2 separate regions of the Mus musculus genome follow, and region 1 is linked to region 2. Evidence: chromatin contacts called from public Hi-C data. All regions are on one chromosome and are shown on one strand. The core of a region is the stretch at or near the end of the contact, and the rest is flanking DNA. Distances in the headings are between cores, read along the strand shown.

Region 1 (7,349 bases), core at 3,682-6,181, 530 kb after region 2:
TCAATCGATGGGTCTCCTTCTCAAACTTTTTAGTCCATTTACACAGGCATTAATTCTTCCTTCCTCAACTCTTTTCAGCTCAACCTTCCTCTGAGTCCCCATGCATGGGTCTGGACTCAGTTTCCTTCAATGACATGCAGCGATTCAGAATCGCTGTGGTTTTAAAGTAGCATTAAAAGAAAAGCTTTAGATCAATCTTCAAATCTTCAAAACTTCAACCAAATTGAAGAGAAATTTGATTGAGCAAAAGAACAATTGACAAGGCTCACAGTCCTCAAACCAGAACAGGTTCAAGCAGCTGAGTTAAGCATCAGCATCCTGTGTTCCTTATATGGACATCACACACACACACACACACACACACACACACACACATCAGTGGGTCAGCCCGTGATTGGCTGAAGCTTACATGCTGTGGATAGCTGAGCGTCAGCTGTGTGTTTATGAAAACGTATTTCTGGTTTGGATTTCAGTTTTCCAAGTTGGGTTTGCAGTTTGTTTTGTACAGACAAACTGAAGAAGTAGCCTGGGGCTAGTTAATATTTAAATGGTATGGATAACCCCTTAGGCAAGCTCCCTTCCCTTCCTGATAGAGTGAGTTTTCAATATTACCTTAGTTGTTCACTCAGTGTAATGGGAATTCCTTCCCTGGGAAATATAAACAGTATCTAACCATCTCCCTCTGTAAGATCCCAACCACAAAGCAACTGAGTTTATTGGGTTTGCTTACAAAGTGTGGGTGAAGGACTGCTAGCAAGAGCTTGGGTGATCCTAAAACATCCCTATTGGAAAGTCTCAACCCAGCATGGATAATGACTCCTCCTGTGGCCATAGATGGAGCCCACTTGCGCATCCTCTCGGGCAACACCAACCTTGCCACTGCCTTTATGAAAAATTTGGATCAAAATGGCTGGGAGGCGTGGTCACAGTATCAGGTGAGAGTTCAATGCCTCTCCTTACAGTCTCTTCCTGTGACAGAATGCCCACGAGCCTGCTTCTGATGGACACACTTACGAGTGTCCATCACTCTCTAGGCACAGCAGATGAAGATGAAGCTGTTTGGAGTAGATGGTTATGCTCTTTCATTTACCTATTTATTTGAAATGCCGTCGAGCTAAGGTCTTCCAGACTAGCTTTAAACTTAGAACCTCCTACCACAACCTTCTTTCTATATGCTGGGATTAAATTGTGTGACCCTACAGCCTGTGACTAGATTGGATTGTTCTTTCTGAACTTTTTATTAGCATATATGAATTTTACATAGTAATATCTTCCATGGTGATATTTTCATGTATGTGTGTGTGTGCGAGTGCATATGCTATGGTGTGTTCAGAAGTCAGAAGACAGTTTGTAAAAGCTGGCTTTCTCCTTCTACAATGTCAGTGGTGGGTTTTGACCCATCGAGCCACTTGGGAGGTTTGGAGGGCCCATTCACAAAGGTCATTTAAGAAATGAGAAATATCAGATATTTACCCTAATATTCATAAAAGTAGCAAAATTACAGTTATGAAATAGCAACAGAAGTAATTTTATGGTTGGTGGTCACCACAATATGAAGAACTGTGTTGAAAGGTTGCAGCGTTGAGAACCACTGCTCTCTGTGACTCCTGGGGCTATAACTGTGATCATCAGACTTGGAGGCAAATTCTTAACAGATGAGCAAAAATTGCTGGCCCATAAACTGATTTGTTTTGTTTTTCTTTTGCTTTGTTTTGTTTTTTCAAGACAGGGTTTCTCTGTGTAACCCTGACTGTCCTGGAACTCACTCTGTAGACCAGGCTGGCCCCAAACTCAGAGATCTTTCCGTCTGCCTCTGCCTTCTGAGTGCTGGGATTAAACACATGTGCCACCAAGGCCCAGCCACAGTCAAGCTTCACAACACACAGATTCGAGTTCTAATCACCTATTCTAATGTTTTCTTTCTTCCTTTCTTTTCCTTCCTTCCTTCCTTCCTTCCTTCCTTCCTTCCTTCCTTCCTTCCTTCCTTCCTTCCTCCCTCCCTCTCCCTCTCTCTCTTTTTTCTTTTATATCTTGGGCTGGTTTATATATGAATATGTGTAAATAGATATGTCATTGCTCTTGTTTAGTATTTAGCTTTAAAAAAAAATCAAATTTATTTTTTCTTTCAATTTCACATTTTGTTATTTTGAGTTCCTTAAGATAGTTTTCTATTCATCCCTCTTGAAGCTAGTTATTGTTAGCAGATTCTATTTCATAGTTGTTATTGTTAGCATATTCCATGTTGTTCACTAACTATAAACAATACACACACCACATACCATACAGACACCACACACACACACCACATGCACACCACACACATGCACACGCACACGCACACCACATACCACATGCTCACCACATACAGACATACCACATGCACACCACACACATACATATCACACACACCCCCCACATTCACACTACACACATACACATCACCCCCCCACCACACACACACCACACACACATACACACACACCACATGCACACCACACACATACACACACACACACACACACACACACACACACACACACCACACATGCACACCACACACATACACACACACCACATGCACACCACACACACATACCACATGCACACCACACACAAACATATACCACATGCACACTACATGCACACCACACACACACACACACACACACACACACACACACACACACACAAGTTTTCACAACACTTCCTCTGCTCCAGTGTGATGTGATTTGAAAGGAAAACCATCAAAGATGGCTTTTTTTTAATTCAGTACACTTTGAGTGCTGGTGAAGTGCCAAAATGTTTAAGTGCCCTGGCTCCTGGGACTCCCCCATGTCCCCCTTCTTTCTCTGTTCCAAAGAATAAGATCTATTATTTGTTCTGTCCTTCGCTATGTCCTCTAGATTCTTGGATGAAATTCACAAGGAGTTTTTAAAGCCTACTTGCCCCTCTGATGATGGCTGGTGATTTAAATTTGCATTCTAATGTGGCTCTTAAGAGAGCAGCCTTAACCTTCCCTGTGCTTTACCGTGAAGATTTAAAGAAAGGCACATGGTGACCAATACTTTGTATATATCACTTGTTCATGGTGTGCTTTCAGTTTAACAAGTGACCCTTTCTTTGTGTGTGAGGTGTATGGTATGTGCATGTGTGGTGTGGTGTGTAGTATGTATCTGTGTGTGGTGTGGTGTATGTGTGTGTGTGTGAGCGTGGTGTACATGTGGTGTGTATGTGGTGTGGTGTGCATGTGGTATGTGTGTGTATGCATGTGGTATGTGTGTGTGGGTGGTGTGCATGTGATATGTGTGTATGCATGTGGTATGTGTGTGTGTGTGTGTGGTGTGCATGTGATATGTGTACATGTGTGTGATATGTGGTGCATGTGTGTGGTGTGTGTTGTATGTGTTTATGTGTGTGTGTGTTTGTGTGTATATATATATGATGTGTGTGACTGTCTTTCATATGCAAACCATAGTCCTCAAAGGCCAATTTTTTGTGTAATTTCTCTTCCGAGTTCAGTTTACATAGTAATGCACATGATAAAGACCTAGTGAATACTTCTCATTGATCTTGGTGTCTTTGTCTTTAAACACTCCTTTTGATGACCGATAAATGATCAGAACCAACGACTGCTCTGACCTCTTGCCTTTACAGTAGGTCCGAAAGAGATCATCCTTAAATAGGTTTGATCCTGTCACCGTGTACCCATCAGGACTTCTTGTTGCCTAGAGATCTTGGTCCCAACCCTCCTTTTTTATTTTACACATTCTTCCAGAATATTCAGGGCCCTGATCATTATCACTAGCGTAACCTGTATCCTTACTGACACAGCGGACTCCAGTCAGTGGTTTCTGTCCTTCCTGGACAGGCTCCACGTATTCTAGCTGCTGACCTTTGCTCAGCCTGTCTGCCCTCCAGGGGCACGGGCCTTCTCTGATTGGCTTGTCCTCCATGCCCTCTCCTGTCTTCCCCACAACAGTCTGGGCCAGCCCTGTCCTCCCCAGCTTGTCTCTTACCTTCATCACTAAGCAGCACCCTTGTCACCCATCTCCAAGATCTTCCAGACACTTCTTGGTAAAGCCACCCAGGACCCCTCTTGCCCTTCTCTTCCCTCTCTTACTCTCTTCCTACTAAAGTTTGGGTACTGCATAGCACATCCTTCAGTATACACCTATATTTGAGGTCATTTGATAAGGGATTATTGCCTCCACTTTAAACTTTTGTAAGTAGCCTGTGCTGCTTCATCCCGGCCTCCTTGTATCTCCTGTAGGCCACAAGGGATGCATACTAAATATTGATGAATACATTGTTGATAGTAAAAATAGTAAAAATTCCTGTCCCTACCTCTTACCCCCATTTACCCTCGGGAATTGTCCCAGTCTCCCATTCAAACCCTTCTCTCTCTTTCCTCCAATCCCTTCACACTTGCTGATTCTCTAATAGATGGAAGTTAGATCAGAAAAAATGCTCAAGGTCCTGTGTAGGGATAACTATTAACACAGGCTTTTTAAATTAAATTTAATTTAATTTATTATTATTATTATTATTATTATTATTATTATTATTATTTTGAGTTAGTAAGTTTTGTAAAAGCCAAAAATCTTTGTTAAATTTCAATGGTTTAGAATGTACCATGCTTTCTGTGACACCAGAGGCTGGGTCAGAGACCCATCAGAATTCGTAGCTCTTTCATTGTACTTTAAAGACAGCCACTCAAGTCCCAATCTGTGTGGGTATTCATTAGGGAGACTGGGACAGCATTGGAACTTCATGCTGTAGTGCTGGTGAGCTGATAAGGTAGTGTTCTCGTAGCAACTGGTTTTCTTTTACACATCTACCTGGATAATCATTTTAATAACATCTAACAGATAATGATAGCCAGGAAACGGGGCAGAATAATGATTAACGAATCCGTGTTTATCCAGTGTACCCAACCCAGAAACAAACCCTCATGGAAAAGTTCAGTCCTTGTGTATTCAGATCTGCTTTTAAGGTGTAGAACACTACAAGTTCATTGCTCTAAATTTGCCTCAGAACATAGTAACTTTGTCCTTCAGCCAGTTTTTGCCAGCGTTTCACTTTAACTAATGGGTGGTCTATTTAAAAAAAAAAAAAAAAAGACAAAACAGTTCTTAAATGTGGCTTCACACCATTAGCTTTGGACTCCAACAGAGGGTTTGGGAAATTTCCTGGGGCCTATGTGTAAATTTGAAATTACAGGAAAAGACACAAAGGAATAGGGAAAGCTGTGGTTATCCTGCTTCCTGGAGCGGGTTAGTATCAGTCCAGCCTCGCAAGGCTGTGTTCTGAGAATTTTCTCACCTTACCCATGGTGGGAGTGAGCAGGAGATAACACACTTTATTTGCTTTTTCTGTTGCTGCAGAACGAGAGACAAAGCTTAAGAAAGGCCATACCTCGGCAGACAGAAAGAGGAAGGCGCGGTCTAGAGCTCTGAGGGTATTGAGATCAAAGTCACTCAGTTTTGCAACACACACCGAGTGTACTCATTAATTGTTTCTTGGGTGGGAGAGATTTCCTGAAGATGAGACCACATGTCTCTTCTTAAAGACCAGACTAGAGAGGGAAAAAAAATGGAGAGATCAAATCCCACTTCTAGAAGAAGCGGCTGAGGTTTCTGGATTGCAGGAGATGTTTTCAGCGAGGGGCTGGGGTCTGTCTATTATAGCATAGAAAGAAAGACTGGGAATTGTCAGTCTTGGGGGATTATTTAACTTGACTTTATTTTTATTGGTTAATTATTTTTTTTAAAACCTTTGTGATTGTCTCTAATCCTCATGAGTACCAAAGAAAATGGCCCTTTGTGTCAGGGCTGGGGTGGTGAGGGGAAGGGAGAGACAGCGGTTCTCCAGGGCAACACTGGAGTACTAAGGGAAGGGGGAGTGGGATTTTAGATAGCAAGAGCTTGGAGAACCAGTCCTACCAGGTTTTGTAGTTTAAATAAGCTCTTGGGTGGTGTTAGCTGTATCACACATGTGCTAAGAAAGGTCCATTGTCTCTGGAATTCCATTTCTTGTCAAAATAAAGTGTTTAACCCGTGATGTTTAAGGTTATATTCTAATTTACACTCTATTACTCAATTGCTTTTAAACAATCTGAATTTTTTTTAAAGGATCGGAGTTAAATATAGTTGCTTAAAAGAAAGTAAAAATGGACTATTTTGTCTTCATTTAAAAAAAAAAAGATTTATTTACTTAGGTGTCTGCATGTGTCCTTTGGTGAGTGTGCATCGTGTGTGTGTGTGTGTGTGTGTGTCTGTGTGTGTGTGTGTCTGTGTGTCTGTGTCTATACGGACCAGATATCATTGGAAGCCATGGAGCTGGAACTCCAGATGTTATGAGCTACCCCATGTGAGTGTTAGGAGCTAAACCTGGGTCCTCTGAATGGAGAGCAATGGCTTTTCTTTCCCTCCCCATTTGGTCTTTAGAGTGGCTGGTGTTCAGCACATGAGACAGCATGAAATCAATCAACATGGATACTCTTCAATAGCAGCAAGGACTCTTTAGTGCTGAGCCATCTTCTCTAGACCTAAGTGCACACATTACCAGGTGGGTTTGAACCACCGACCTTTTGGATAACTGGAGGCGAATTTGTGTTAGCAAATTGCACACAGAGTAAGAAGTTCCGTAAGAGGGATGGTGATCAGTTCAGATGCCCCCACAGTCTCCTTTATTCCCTCTTCTAAGTTGCTGAGAGACTCATAAGACTCTTAAGAGGCTGTGTTTCAGGAGCAAATCTGGGTTAATGTCCTGCTGGGTGTGAGGACATTCAGTTGTAAATACAGCTCTAGATACAAACCTAACACAGCTGCTTCTGTCTGAAACTTTGAGCTGGGGTGTGTAAGTGTCTCCTCCCCATTTTGTACTGGCCTCTGTGACATTACCATCTCATGTGTCCTGAAGTTCCAAGGCTCTTGGAATTCATTTCTTGGCTGTTCAGCATTACACAGCCTTTCCTTGGGGTGAGTTAGTCTGAGTGTGGCGACAGCTATTTCATCAGAGATCATCATCATGTGTCTCACTCAGACTTTCCTAATGGTGGCTACTGCCAACAGGAAATGATCTGTATGTGGAGGGCTGTGTGTGAAATAAGAGTTCAGCACTTGGTATTAGACAACGTCCACACACATGCATCTGACAGTGAGCATTGCATCAAACGAAAAGGTTCTTGTCTCTCTTCTTGCATGATTCTAGCAACAGCAAGTCAGCTTCAGTGCGCTTGGGTAGCTCGAGACCTGACTCTGAATAATACAAGATCCGTCTGTCTTTGAATGTTCTCTTAGGAATCCCCGTGCTCATTAGCACCAAGAACAGATTTAGATCATCCTTCT
Region 2 (7,058 bases), core at 3,403-5,902:
AATGGTTGTAAGCCAGCATGTGGTTGCTGGGAACTGAATTCAGGACCTCTGGAAGAATAGTCAGTGTTCTTAACAGCTGAGCCCACCTCCAGTCCCTATCTTCTTAATTCTCTGTTCCTCTATCTTCTCCCACCCCCTTTTTTTCCTTGACTAGTGGGACACTTTCATTTTCTATTCTAAAGTGCAATTAAAATGAATTTCTTTTAAGCAGTGTATTCTCTAGCCCGGGCTGGCTTTCACTTTTCTGTGTAGCCTGGGATGACCTTGTCCTTCTGATCCTCTTGCCTTTACCTCCCAAGTACTGACATTTCCTGACTTCAAAAATGACACTTTGATGGTTGGCTTGATTTCAGCCAACATCCAGAGAGAGCCACGTGTTGTATTTGACTGATGAATCTTTTGAATTTTCTGTGGCGTCATCAATTAGGTTCAGCTGCTCACCTAAAGCAAACCCCTCAGTTGCTCATATCAACAGCCTGTCATGTGGTTCAAGAACTGTAATGGGATGGCTTCATGGGTATCAGGTTCTGGGGCAGTGCAAGTCTGGCAGGTATGTAGAGGTATTAGGCAACTGGGGCCATGTAAGATGTTTTATGTTTGCTTAATGGCCTCTGATTCTCTAGGAAGCCACCAAGGATTTATCCCCTGTGGCTTTAGTTTGTCTTACTCAACAAGTGGGATGTTCTGAAATGTCTTCTAACCCCCAGGCTTCAATTGAACATTCTGCTCTGGCATACTGCACTGGCCAAAGAAGTCACAAGGAAAAAAAAAAAAAACAAGAGGAAGTGATACGAACCCCACCTTTTGATGGGAGAAATTTCAGAGCCCAATTGTAAAGGATACAGCTGGGCAAGGAGAATAATTTGTGATGTCAGGAGTTGTGTTGTGCCAGCTTAGGAGAGCCAAAGCTTGTGAGAGCTTCTAATTCCAAGTTTGGTAAAGCCACATCAAGAGCTTGATTATCAGCCAGAGTGGGAATATTCAGTTGCTATGGCAACTGGCAAACATTACACAGGAGTCAATTGTTAGTCATTTACATCATAGCACTGGCTGGCCTTTACTCATAGAAAGCAAGATGAGTACCACTGCTTGAGACGAGCTCAAGATTTTTTTCATGATGGAAAATAAGTACGGAAGAGGAGGGGAGAGGTTCCTTGGCATCTTTTCCATCATCTGATGTCTCCAGGCTGCTGATAGCTTAAGCTGGATAGGAGAAGAGATAAATGAGAGAAGAGAAAGTACTCTGGCTTCTGACTTCCATCAGGTTCAGACATGACCTGTACTTCATCATGCATCTAAGTGTTTCATCATCGTCTGTGGCTCTAGTAAGATGTTAGACACAGAAAAAGCTCTGTTCTCTGGAATGCTCCCACTGCCTTATGTCCTGGCTTGTTATATGCCACTGTGCCAGTGCCAGACAGATCTGCTCCCCCACAGTGCTTGGTGATACTAAGAGCCACATGGCTTCTCTTATATCTTTTGTTGTGAACCTAGCCTTTAAGGACTAAGACATCTCTGCAGACCCACACTGTTTCTCAACGAGGAGTAGGAGATGCAATGAAGTGAGTTGATTCTGGGGACTGTTTCTGAAGAGGGCACTCTGTGGAGGAGAATAAAGACAACATGAAGAAACTAGCAGAGAGGCTCTTACTGAGGCTGTTTATGCAACACAGTACTTGAGGCTTTTTGGAGCTTGTCAAAAATGCAAAATCCAAGGCTCTACCAAGACCTTAACTCCAATCTCCATTTAAGCAAGGTTCTTGAGTAGCTTTTGTACATGTTAGAGTTTGGGAATGAGCCATATGGTGGTTTGTTCATGGAACCAGAAATGATCGTGTGTTTTGTTAAAGACTATGTACATAAATCTATGTTTGTTCTATGTGTGTATGGTGGACATGCTTGTGTGCATGCATGTGGACACACATGTGAAAGTGAAGGCCTGAGGCTGACTTGGGGTGTCTTCCTCTCTCTCCACCTAAACATTGAAACAGAGTCTCTGACTTAAACTCGGAAATGATCAATTCTGCTAGGCCTCTTGCTTTGGGGATTCCTCCCAAGTTTAGGTGGCTTGCCACACTGGTGCCAAGGAGCTGAGCTTCCACCCTCACTATGAATGGCAAATGCTTCACTCGCTCTACCATCCTCCCAGTCCCACGTGGCATTCTCGTTCACGCTCCATCTTAATTCCTTGTCTGTTTTTTTCCACTTGCAGGTTTCCATTCAAGGTCTATGCTTAGTGAACAGCTCAGCCTGATTCTCAGGACCTCCATTTTCATAACCATTGTAGTAGGAAACTTCATATTAATATGTCTAAAATAGTGATATTCCTATGTTGGGAGCAGGGGATGGTGAGAGCTAACATCTCCTCTCCAATGGCAGAAACATAAAGATATAAAATGTGGAAAAATTCCAGATTTACCAACGACAGCATGCTCTTGGGCATTGTGGTCCTTTGAATGAGTATTTTCCCCCATAGGGTCATATATTTGAATGCTTAGTCACCAGGGAGCAGAACTGTTTGAATATTAGAAGGATTTGGAGGTGTGGCCCTACTGGAGGAAGTGTGTCACTGGGGGGTGGGGGTGGGGGTGGGGTTTGAGGTTTTAAAAGCCTAAACTAGGTCTAGTCTCATTCTCTCTACCTGTAGATTAGGATGTCGCTCTCAATTACTGTTCCAGCATGCATCCTGCCATGCTTTTGACCATGAGGATAATGGATTAGGTCTCTGAACTGTAAGCAGCCCCAGTGAAATGCTTTCATTCATAAGGGTTGCCATAGTCATGGTATCTTTTCATAGCAATAGAACAGTGACTAAGACAGGTACATAAAGACAATTATCAAGATTTGAAAAAAAAAAAAATTGGGCCAGATCTCAGTAGGTACAACTGTTTGTCCCCAAGCCCCAAGACCAATGACCTGAATTCAATCCTCAGAATCCAGATGGTAGGAGAGAACAGACTCCCACAGGCTTTCCTGTGACCCACACACGTGTACTATGGCAGACATCCCCCTCTCCCAGTATATAGTAAATAAATATAACAAAATTTTAAGGAAAAAACATAAACCAATTTGGTTTGTTTCATTGTAGTTTTTGAGACAGGGTCTCTACATAGCCCTGACTGTCCCGGAACTTACTATGTACACCAAGCTAGCCTCAAACTCACCTGCCTCTGTCACAGATGAAAGACATGCACCATCATGCCCAGCTCATTAAAGCAGCTGCCTCTTTGTGTTGATTTTAGAAGTAGGTCTTCCTTCTCACCATTATTTTGATATAGTTTTAAAGATATTTTGCAATCTTGCATTTCATTCATTCCTATGAAGCTGTGTGGAATCCTTTCTGAGGATAATATGCAGTGTAGACAAGCAAACAAAACAAACATTCTTTCCCAGGAAGAAAATATCCTCTTGGTAGTGGCTACCATGGGAGATGGAATGATTTACTCAGAGCAAAATAAGCAAGGCTCATGAGCTCGAGAGGAAGAACTCTGCTCTTCGTACCAGCAGTAACATCATCTTGGTAACTTTATATATGATGAAAGAGTCAGAAAGACTGAATGCTTCTGGGGACAAGAGTAGAAATAACATAGTTCTATTAGGGTTGTGGCTTAGAGTGCTATTCACGAGAGAACGACAAAACCCCAAAGAGGAACTTACATCAGAGAGATGTCTGTTAGTGCTTTACTGGAGACAAGACTAGGTGTGGTGAAACCTTTCAAGCCCAGTGGTAGAAGTAAGCAAGGTCAGACTGAAGTTGGATTCCACCGAAAGTTCACTTGGAGGAACCAGTGAACTTATATGTTAGTCTTACTTCCAGAGCAATGGGTGAGGGCTTATGGGGGGAGCATAGGTGAGCTTAAAGCCCCTACAGTAGAAGATCTGCACCCAGTATGAATGAGAACTCCCCAGTGGCTGCATAAACCTTCCCCACCTATCACCATAACCCCTTCCACAGCCCCTGAATCCAGTGCAATTAGCCCAGGATTGCATGCAGCTGGCTGTGTGGGGTGGCTGCAGGTTGACTGTACACCCCATGGCTCTCCCTGCTCCCTTCTTATACCAGAGAACATCAGCAGTCAACAAGCCCAGCTGGTATTATCTTAGGGAAGCAGGCTCACCATAACTCCTGAAGATGGTGGTATCGAGCCTGGAGGACAGTCTTATTCAACACAGGGGTAAACTCTCTAAGGAAGATACTGTGACTGTAGATTTGAGGGCTGGAGTACTGAACCAGGACCTTCTATTTTGTCTTTAAAACATTCCAAGCTTTTCAGGAGGTACGCTGAGTTATAGCTCACAAACCTTCCTGCTTTCTGATGTGTAGGGGCACTGAGGCAATCAATACCATAGTCTAGTCTTGACCTTTGACCCTTAGTCCAGTGCTCTTTCCCATTTGCCTTGTGGTATTTTAGAGGAGCAGCTGGCTATGTTGTCCATAAAGTCCATGAAGACCAACATTGGGTTAAGCCTTTTCGTGCTGTGGGGTGCTTAGCATGCTGGAGGCTCTCCATACATATCTGTTGGCTAAGTGAAGCTTTTAGGGAGTGAAATGAGGTTAGAAGATGTGAAGAGTAGTTAATTTATGGTCCAAGATTCTCTTTTCCAGGAAGAGAGCTCAGTCTGTTGAAGATAAATGATTTACTATTTTTTATCGCCTCAAGCGTTACACAATCCTTATGCTGGCTCTCTCTCCAGCTTGCTACTCCTTACTTAGGGACGGTTTTTACTTTTTTAGGGTTAAGAGCTGTTGGGTTTCCTATCTCTGGATATCCCAGAATGTGTGTGTATGTGTATGTGTGTTTATGTGCATGTGTATGTGTGTATATGTGTATGTGCATGTGAATGTGTGTATGTATGTGTATGTATCTCTCTGTGATTGTATGTATATGTATGCATGTATGCATGCATGTATGTATGTATGTATGTATGTATGTATGTTTTGACCGTGTAGATATATGAATTGGATCTTTTTGCCAGACCCACAAATTGAGTTGATGATATCCCAGCAGTGGCATCTGTTGGAAAAAAATATTGATTCAGTTCAAACCAATTCTGCGGATTTTATTTTGCCCTGAAGAAATAGCTGAGGCTGTCATAGCTCTGCTGTGATCATTCCTGGTAAATGGTCTTTGAATGGCTTGTCTGCAAGTTCCATGGGTTGGTGTCAGACCCTACTTAGTTTGGGGAAGGACAACTAATGACAATCTGATAGCCTCCATCTGGGCCTTAAGCTTTGCCTGCTCCCAGGTGTTTGGGCAATTATCACTGAAATGCACCTCAGGAGTGGGGCACAGGGAGGGGAGACCAGAGAACAAGCCATCAGCTCATGGAGCTATGGCAGAGGCTGCAGCTCAGTTTGGCTGCTAGGGCATTCTCAAAGGCCTTCTGTGGCCCAAGTTCACTTTGTTTTTCTCTGGTAGAGTTGGAAAAAGGTGTTTGTTGGCTGACCTGTCAGCTGTGCTCTGTGGGGAAACAGCCTGCTAGGGTGGAGTGGAATGGTTAGTCATTTCTTCACCTTTATGAGTTATTCCTCTGCACTGAAGTTACCTTTCGTAATGGCAAATACAAGGATCACGTTGTGTGTGGTGCCAAGGGGTGGACCCAAGAAGGTGCTGGCAAGAGGTGGAGTGGCTGGTGATGACTGGCTGGTTTTTATGTAGACAAATTGGCCAGAAGGATTTTTTTTTAAGTTGGCATAAGGACTTACGTTCTTTCTTTCTTCTTTTTTTTTTTTTTTCTGACAATAATGAATGAGCTTGTTTGCGATTATACAACAAGTCCCCATTCATTAGCGACCAGAGCAGGGTCCCAGCTCGGGGACTTTGAAAGTGCAGCTCCTTATTTGGTCCAAGGTCGAGCAATTTCAGCAGTCAGCTGTGGTGTTGCCGATTCAGGTGCCCCAGCAGTGCTTTGATGTTTGTGCATGCTGAGTCTACCTCTCTTGAGTGTATGAGGCTCAGGGCTTGTCATCTGTTTCAGGGATATGGAGTAACTATAGACAAAAGAGTTTCAGCTTTATCTCGTGTCACAAGGGAAAGGAATTATCTTATAACTGTTGGATGACCCAACATTACCTCTCCTCTTGGGAGTTGCTCCAAAGGCCACTTCTTCACTGAAACAAACAGCAGCCCATCCACTGCACTCCTCTGGCGGTGATAAACCTTGAAAATAAAGAAGGGAAGTTTTGATTTTTGAAATTTTTTTCTCAAAAGCAAAAGTTAATTTATTATTTTTAATTATTTACTTATTTACTTACGCTTGTTATTACTTTTGCTTTTGTAAGAGAAGGTGTCATTATGGACCCTAAGTAGGCCTTGAACTTCTGATCCTCCTGTCTTGACTCCTCAAGGACTGGAATTATAGATAACACCATGCTTGGCTCAAAAGGAAAATTGACTCCTGCTTTGAAATTGGACATGATTGTTGCTTGTGTAATTGTGTTTGTGTGTTGTGAGGAGTGATATGGTATAATGGGGACAATATTATGGGTGCAGTGGGGAAAGTGTGATGGGTGCAGTGGGGGACAGTGTGATGGGTGCAGTGGGGACAGTGTGATGGGTGCAGTGGGGGGACAATGTGATGGGTGCAGTGGGGACAGTGTGATGGGTGCAGTGGGGACAGTGTGATGGGTGCAGTGGGGACAGTGTGATGGGTGCAGTGTGGACAATGTGATGGGTGCAGTGGGGACAGTGTGATGGGTGCAGTGGGGACAGTGTGATGGGTGCAGTGGGGACAGTGTGATGGGTGCAGTGGGGACATTGTGATGGGTGCAGTGGGGACAGTGTGATGGGTACAGTGGGGACAATGTGATGAGTGCAGTGGGGACAGTGTGATGAGGTTCAATGAGGACGGTATGATGGAGTGTGGTGGTTGTGAGGAGGCTGTGACACAGTGGCACTATCAGTCAAAGCACATTCATGTTCATAGATCCTCTGAGGTGCACTTTGGCCCAGATGACAAAGGCATAAAAGAACCCACAGGATACCACGCAGAGTCAAGCCAGAGCCAGCGAGCAACAGTGCTCTGCTCCATAAGTTTTGTCAACTGTCTACCATACA

Evidence for each region. Hi-C and Micro-C count contacts between places; a contact is called where the count stands out from the background.
Region 1: a contact with region 2 is called in a Hi-C map of liver, with 2.7 times the contacts expected there. The contact joins two enhancer-like sites. A contact is called at or near these places in 1 of 15 datasets of contacts at CTCF or cohesin (large pre-B cells), 2 of 484 Hi-C or Micro-C datasets (bone marrow-derived macrophages and liver), 3 of 115 datasets of contacts at active chromatin or transcription factors (differentiating embryonic stem cells, large pre-B cells and memory CD8 T cells) and 1 of 9 other capture datasets (embryonic stem cells).

What each region holds. Positions count from the first base shown.
Region 1 is chr10:96,649,355-96,656,703 of GRCm38.p6, forward strand. No RefSeq gene overlaps it. Among named protein-coding and RNA genes, the nearest start is that of Btg1, 36 kb to the left of the region's middle. Within about 2 kb of position 4,932, at least 36 of the 459 cell types and tissues checked have an H3K27ac peak or open chromatin away from gene starts, as enhancers often do. A contact at or near this core is called in liver, where this site is marked.
Region 2 is chr10:96,120,424-96,127,481 of GRCm38.p6, forward strand. No RefSeq gene overlaps it. Among named protein-coding and RNA genes, the nearest start is that of Gm40746, 57 kb to the right of the region's middle. Within about 2 kb of position 4,653, at least 63 of the 459 cell types and tissues checked have an H3K27ac peak or open chromatin away from gene starts, as enhancers often do. A contact at or near this core is called in liver, where this site is marked.